Linked DNA regions of Rattus norvegicus: region 2 is linked to region 1. A link is a contact called in public Hi-C data. All regions are on one chromosome and are shown on one strand. Each heading gives the region's core, a stretch centred on a gene start, on an enhancer-like site or on the middle of the called end of the contact. The rest is flanking DNA. Distances are from core to core; before and after follow the strand shown. Region 1 holds the start of Afg2b (AFG2 AAA ATPase homolog B). Region 2 has its middle 16 kb from the start of Mir147.

The links. A called contact is a pair of places that touch in the nucleus more often than the background predicts.
Region 2: a contact with region 1 is called in a Hi-C map of the Rat2 cell line, with 7 times the contacts expected there. The contact joins the enhancer-like site here to the promoter of Afg2b in region 1. A contact is called at or near these places in 4 of 12 Hi-C or Micro-C datasets (the A7r5 cell line, the Rat2 cell line, kidney and 1 more).

The regions. Positions count from the first base shown.
Region 1 is chr3:130,146,775-130,150,437 of GRCr8, reverse strand. Afg2b (AFG2 AAA ATPase homolog B) reads right to left here and starts at 2,096. Exons shown (of 8, transcript NM_001109647.1): 1 at 967-2,096; 2 at 28-213. The coding sequence starts at 2,040.
Region 2 is chr3:130,190,525-130,194,187 of GRCr8, reverse strand. No RefSeq gene overlaps it. Among named protein-coding and RNA genes, the nearest start is that of Mir147, 16 kb to the right of the region's middle. Within about 2 kb of position 1,602, at least 14 of the 93 cell types and tissues checked have an H3K27ac peak or open chromatin away from gene starts, as enhancers often do.

The DNA of each region.
Region 1 (3,663 bases), core at 847-3,346:
AGCTGGTAACAGGTGAACACTTCCTACCTTTTCATTCTTGAGAAGAGCACACGTGGCAGCCTCCCTACAGAGTGCTGTCAGGTCAGCACCGACATAGCCAACTGTCATTTCTGCCAGCAGGCCTAAATCGATATGACTGGAGATGGGCATCTTTGAAGTAATCACTCCCAGAATTGCCTCTCTCTGTTTAAGTGTGGGAGTTCCAATGATCACCTACAGGCAAAGCAAAAAACCAGAGAACTTAGAAGTAAACAACTTAAAATCTTTAAAAGCATCCTCACCAATATGTACAGACACTCAGCAAACCTTTCTGGAACTTATACCGTGAACTTCTAAGCGCACCTTATTATAAATATAAGAAAATTGTCCAGTGGAACAACAGTAGCTGCGGATTTCCACAATGAAAACTCTATACTTCACTGAAGAAGTCTTTGTTGTTTTTTGAGAACACACTAAGTTCTGGCAGTCAGGGCTCAAATAACAGAGTAGATAATCTAGGTCCTTGTTCTGTGGAATCGGGGCCCTTTAATAGATGGTGCAAGGAAGAAATTCACTCAAGTCCTAAAAAGACTTAAGAGAATCCTACCACAACATTTAAATTTTATTTAATTACTAACAATTCCTTAGAAATTAGAAAGAAAAATCACTTGACCAAAGGCTCCTGAGAAAGAGCCCTGACAACTTAGGGAAGTCAACTGTAGGAGAGAAGCTGGTATCCTGACAGGAACGAATACATTTTGGGGCTAATGCCGTTTTTTTATTTACCTTCTCTTACTGTGACCATGTTCTCATCCCAAAGGCTGTTTCGGTTTAATATGCTTGCAACAGGCTTAGTTACTTCAACAAAAATGACCATCCTGCTTCCCAGAACAATTTGAACACTGGTTCTGGCTCGCATATCACAAGTGATCTATAAATCCTGCCTGACCCAAATGTCCAAAAAAGCGGAGCTTCCAAGAATTTTACCTCTCTGTCAAACCTCCCCGGCCTGCGAAGCGCTGGGTCTAACTCGTCTGGCCGGTTGGTGGCTCCCACGACCACAACCTCCCGGTCCCCGTGGATACCGTCCAGCAGCGTCAACACCTGGGCCACCACGCGGCTCTCGGGAGCTCGCTGGGGGCCGCCTCTCCGGGGACACAGGGCGTCCACCTCGTCCAGGAAGAGGAGGCTGGGCCCGCGGCTGGCCAGCTCCTGGGCGCGCTGGAAGACGCGCCGCACATTCTCCTCGGTCTCTCCGGGCCGAGTGCCCTGCAGCGCCGGGGCGCTCACCGCCAGCAGCTCGGCGCCCGCCTCTCGCGCCACGGCCCGCACTAACTGGGTCTTGCCCACTCCCGGGGGTCCCGCCAGGAGCACCCCGCGGGGCACCGCCAGCCCCAGTGCGGCTAAGGCGAGCGGATAACACAGCGGCAGGCGGAGCAGCTCCCTTAGGGAGTCGGCCGTCTCCGACAGGCCCCCAAGGGTCACCTCCCCCGGAGGCTCGACCTGTGGCGGAGGTTTGTCGCTGAGCGTGATGCGGGTGTGCGGTGTGACCCGCCCGGCGGGCTCTGGGTCCGGTGTCCCGCTCACCACGTGCAGAGCTGCTACAGGGCCCGGGATACCGGGAGGGGTGGCCACCACGTGTCCTCGCGACACCGGCCGGTTGCGCAGCAGCTCCTGCGATACCTCCAGCACCGCGTCGGAACTCGGGGCTCCCGCCTGCGGCCGCAGCACGGGCCACACCTCTAGGCGCCGCAGGGGCGGACAGGACACCGGTTGCAAGCGGTCCATACTGATCCTCCCCGCAGCTGCCGCGGCTCCGGGGCTAGCGCACTGCAAGTCTAACTGCACAAAGCCGTCCGCCCCGTCGCGCCGTGGCCAAGCTGTGCAGAGGCAGCAGCCCCCGGCGGGCAACGAGATCCTCATCGGCGAGCCCAGGCGCACGCCCAGGCTGCGGAAGGCGGCCGGTCCTAGGCGGCAGCGCTGGGTGCCCCGGTCCCGGGGATCCACAGGCAGCAGCTTCAAAAATTGTCCGTCGGGGAAGGGCCCGGAGTCCGGAGCCATGACTAGGAGAACCACACCAGGGAGAGCCCGGCAGCAATTCACCCGGCTGCCGGATGCAGGCGGCGCGCATGCGCCATGGAGGAACCAGCCATTGATTGACGGTCGAAAGGACTTCTGGGAAAGTGAGAAAAGCCTGGGTCTCGGTAAACTTAAGATGCCTGGTTGTTGGTCCCAGAGCCTCAAGGAAAGGTCTCTGCTGGCAACAGACAAAACATCCTATGGCTGCTCCATTAGGCCATAAGAGTTTTCATTTGGGGAAGTAAAACGACTTAAGGAAACAAAACCATGCTGCTAACAAGGTGTAACCTGTTTACAGGTATAATAAACAACGTGTAAATAAAATACCTGCCACGTTAATCATGATGCTCGCATCTTATGAAATATCTTTTATTCTTGTTCCAAAAAGCTTTGAGCATCTGCACATGGGAAAAAAGACATAATAAGGCATGATAACCATCTTCAATACGTAAAGGGACATATGTAAAAGTTAGCGTACTTGTGGATAGCTGTGGTATAGAACGGAAACGGAAGTTTAATGGGGTGATCTTCAGAGGTTTTTCTCTTATGCATGGTCGCATGAAAGGTACAGCCAATGGTCATAACCAGCGCCAACTGAGGCAATTAGAGCTAACTTATGCTTACAGGTTTCTGCACTGGTTTAAAACAGAGGTAGAGAGGTTAAGCTAGTAGGGATATGGTGTGGAGGAGAGTACATGTTGTTTTGTGTTGCATGGAGAGATTGATCCCTTTCAGGACCAGACTAAAATTCTCTGACCTTAGCCAAGAAATAACGACTTCCCCACTACAACAACCATTCCCCTCCTTGTGTCACAAATATCAAGAAGGGATTCTGTTCGTGGGCCCTCAACTCTCTTTCACTCATTCTCAGTAGAACTATAGATTATCTTTCCCAGGCAGCCTTAACCCATCATGCTCCTCTAAGTCAAACCATTTTCAACGCATTGCCTCAGTCATCCGTATATTTGAATTCATCATACCGACAATGACATAGTCTTGTAAGCAACCATTCTAAGCTGGCTGTTATGGGTCATACCTGTATCCCAACGTTTGGAAGCCTACGTAAAGATTATCACAATTTCCAGCTCAACCTGTGCTACATAGTAAGGTCTAGGCAAGCCTAAACAAGACTCAAAAACAAACACAAAAGTCTCAAAAAAAAAGCCGGAAGAATACCTTGAAAAGAAAAACAGCATAATAACAGTTCGGTGGTCCTTTTGTTGGTTTATAGGACTCCAAATTGGACAATTTTATGAGCACCATTTAAAGCACTAAATGCATTCACCACTAGAGGGAGGCCAGAACCAGCAAATGAAGGCTATGGGCCCTTGGAGGATAGGACATTTGCAACTGAGGCTAGATTTTCCTCAGGATTCACACACTCACTTGTATGAAACTGTCTGAACTCTCTCTGTATTCTTATTATATTGTCAGGCTATTCTAAAAAAAACCCACAAGCTGTTCAGGTTATAATAAGCAATAGCAAATTACTTTTTTCCATTAAAAAAATGTGTGATTTTGTGTGGTATGCATGCAGGTGCCCATGGAGCCCAGAGGCATTGGCTCCCTTGCAGCTGCAGTTAAAGATGTCTGTAAACCACTCTA
Region 2 (3,663 bases), core at 353-2,852, 44 kb before region 1:
AGATTCAAGGCATTGCCTGGGTCTTTTCTCCATTGTGAGTCACCACCTCAGTTGTCTGTTGGGGTGGGCACATGTAGAATTTGATGAATAATTTCTGCTCTTCCTTTCACCCTCCTCAATTCGAATGACTCCAGACAGAGCCACACTCATGCAAACTAAGCCTAGCACCCTTGCAGTCATAGAGAAGCAGATGCAGAGGGGAGACACAAATAAAATATTGCCTGTCCTTTCTTCCTTTGTGGGGAGCATTGAGCAAGCACAGATCTTAGCAATGTGGTAATTCTAGCCCTCAGAGTTTCACACCTCCAGGGGGAAGGGTTTTGCATCATGGGGACTTCCTGGCTCTGGGCTACCAGGGTAGGCAGTCAGAGGCTGGGCTAGGGCAGGCCCAGGGCCCATGGGCACAAGCCAGTAAATGGCATGTCTGCTTGTCTGCTGGTGCCAGGAAACCAGGGACAAGCTCTGTTCCTTGGGTCTGGTGCTAGGAGGAATCTTAGGTCTGTTGATGGTCACCTGCAATCTCAGCTAAGGTTGTCCAACATCCGAAAGAGGAAAGGAGACAAAGCCATGAAGGTGGCACCCTCTAGAGTTTGGGGCTTGCAGTCTCTTACTTTTCTCCCAGCCCAGGTAGAGCTGTTGGCCAGCTAAAGCAGTGTTCACAGCTCACAAAGGCTAATGGTTAATTTGCAGTGTTGCCAGGCAGCTGTTAAACTGTTATGGATCTACACCATATGTTATAAAAGTGTATATGAAGATCAGTCATATTTTTAAAAAGAAATACTTAGAATTCTCACTTCCCAGTGATTTTTTTTCCATTCTGTCTATGCCAGACGCCTGCAGAGGGATTCACACAGGGAGACTTACACCCAGTGTAAAATAATGTATGGCAACTGGAGCATTTCTTTCCTATTCTGCCTTCTAGACATCATGGTGGTTTCTCTCATTTCACCCCAGGCAGAGGGTACATGCTCTGCAGGGATCAGCAAACACCTGTAGAGCATGGCTTTCTGCCCCCAGTGCCTGTGTTTCATATCTTCAAGAAGGACGCCGCCCCTGGCCAGTGGCTTCCAGGACCCATGACACTGGGAGGCTAGTGTCCCTGGGTCATCCAGCCACTGCTGCCACAGCCCTGGACCTTCAGCCGTTAGAGGAAAGCAGGAAATAAGTGGGGGTAGGAGTGGCACACCCAGGAGCATACCCACCCCACCAGGGGCACAGCCAGAAAGAGCCTACTCACTTCTTGTTGGAAATGAAAGAAACCCAGGAGCATTAGGACATAAGGGAGTTAACTTCAAGAACCGAAACTGTCCTGTGGCAGCTAACCTTGTGAACACTCAGGAAAGACGGCCACAGGGCTTCACATTCTTGTGACCACAAATGGGCCAGACCTGAGCAGTCGTAGGGCTGAGACTCCCCCGTGGCCCCTGCTGCTGCTGCCCTAATTCCCGTTAATAGGGTTAGTTGGGTAACAGTGCTGGGCACTAGAGAGAGTGACAGGATGCTCTGGGTGCTCTGGGCAGCACAGGAAGCCCTCTCCGGGGACACTCCCTTCTTGGCCCCTCCTTAAAGTTTCTCTGAGTCACCTTCACCAAGAGGCTTCCAAGCCACACACTAGGCTGATTGCCACTTGGCACTCACTCCTGCTCCTCCTCCCTCCAGGCCTCTGAGCACTACCACCAAATGATCTTTCCTATGTATGTCTTGAGAGGCGCCCATGGCACTGCACTCACCAGATGCTGACAGAGTTCCCACTCTTTTCAACTTTCAGTCAGGACTTCACCAACTAAACACTTACTGAACCATTGACCTGTTCCCACCCTGAGCTGGGTGTGAAGAATATATAGGTGGCCAGGGCTTGGCCCTGGAATTCTAGTGATCAAGGTGACGTAAAGAATCAATAAATTGTGGCAATGTTTCAAGGTCAGGACAATGGTGGGTACATGTACACAGTCCTTCCAGGACTGGGAAGCTGATTTGGAAGATAATGATCCAAACATAACTTTCTTATTTTTATTTTTTATTTCTGAAGTTGTAGTTACGTTTCACCATATACCATATACCCCTGCTGGCCATCTTCAAATTCATAGCCTCTCTCTTCATTGTTACTGCATGTATATTGTGTGTGTGTGTGTGTGTGTGTATGTGTGTGTGTGTGTGTGTGTGTGTGTGTGTGTGTGTGTGTGTGTCCCTGTCCCCTGTTGAGTCCATATAATATTAATTGTATATATGTTTTCAGGGCTGACTGTTTGGTGTATCCTTCTCCCAGGAGGACCACCTCTCCTGCTCTCAGCTTTCCTCAGTTACCTGTATGATTGAGGTCTCATAGGCTTTCCCCCATTCAGTTTGGTGTGTCTCTTGATGTTGTCCTTGTACAGATCACAGATGGGCAGTCTTGTTGATGAAATTTCACAGGTAGAGCTTCTGCAGTCCCTAGGGGACACAGTCTCACAGTAAACTTCCTGGTCCTCTGACTCTTATACTCCTCCCACCCCCTCTTCCACGATGTTCCCAGAATCACACATTTCTTCTAATTTGCCAAAATCAACAGTCAAATCTACCCCTGTCTTTATCGTGAAGCTGTAGGAAGCCTGTGTGCTTCAAGAGCAGAGTGGAGACTGTAAATCCTAAAGTAGATACCATCTAACTTTTGCAGAAAATGCTTGCTGGCCCTAAGCTAAGGGACTGTGAGCAAATGTGTTATAAGAATGGAGAGAAGGACCCATCAAGAAGTGAGGTCTGGAGTTGAAGAGATGGCTCAGCAGTTAGGAACACTGGCTGTTCTTCCAGAGGACCTGAGTTCGATTCCCAATACTCACAACTGCCTGTAACTCCAGTCCCAGTAGATCTGACACCCTCTTCTGACTTCTGCAGCCTACAGATATGCACGTGGTCCACATGGAAACAAAACACTCATACCTATAAAACAAATTTTTTAAAAAGGAAGGAAAGTCTAAGTGATATGGTGACACACACGCCTACTCTCATCCCTCAAGAGCTGAGGATTAGACAGATCAGGAGTCTAAAGGCCACCTTGGCTGTATTGCCAGTTGAAAGCCAGCTGGGACCTTGTTTCCTGGGACATGACACCTTGTCTCAAACAGTAATGAAAGATATTGAGAGAGTGAGTGTCCAATTAGGAGTCAGGAAGTTTGACATGATCTCCTTGGTTAACCCATTGATGTACATTATAACTATTCAAAATCAGTATTCAAGTAAGGGATTGCCTCCGTGATCCTCACTACCTAGATCCAGTCACTGCCAATCTCTGGACCAAGCCTCTTAAAGTGCAAATCTATGCAGCCCCTCAATCCCACAGGTGGCCATGAAATCCCTCCCAGTGCTGACTGGACTACAGCTCCAGCCTTCCAGACTGAACCCTAGGAAGAATCTCCCTGCTTAAGACCTCCGGCCACTCCTATTGCCCTTCGAGTGATGTCTGTCTTAATCAGAGCTCCTGTTGCTGTGACAAAACTCCATGACCAAAAGTAACTCGAAGAAGAAAAAGTTATTTATATTTCAGATTATGAGTCTATCACTAAAGGAAGCCACAGCAGGAACTTAGAGGGAGAAGAATGAGCAGAGGCCATGGAGGGGTGCTGTTACTGGCCTGTTCCCCCTGGCTTGCTCAGCCTGCTTTCTTATAGAACAGCCACTTGCAGGGCA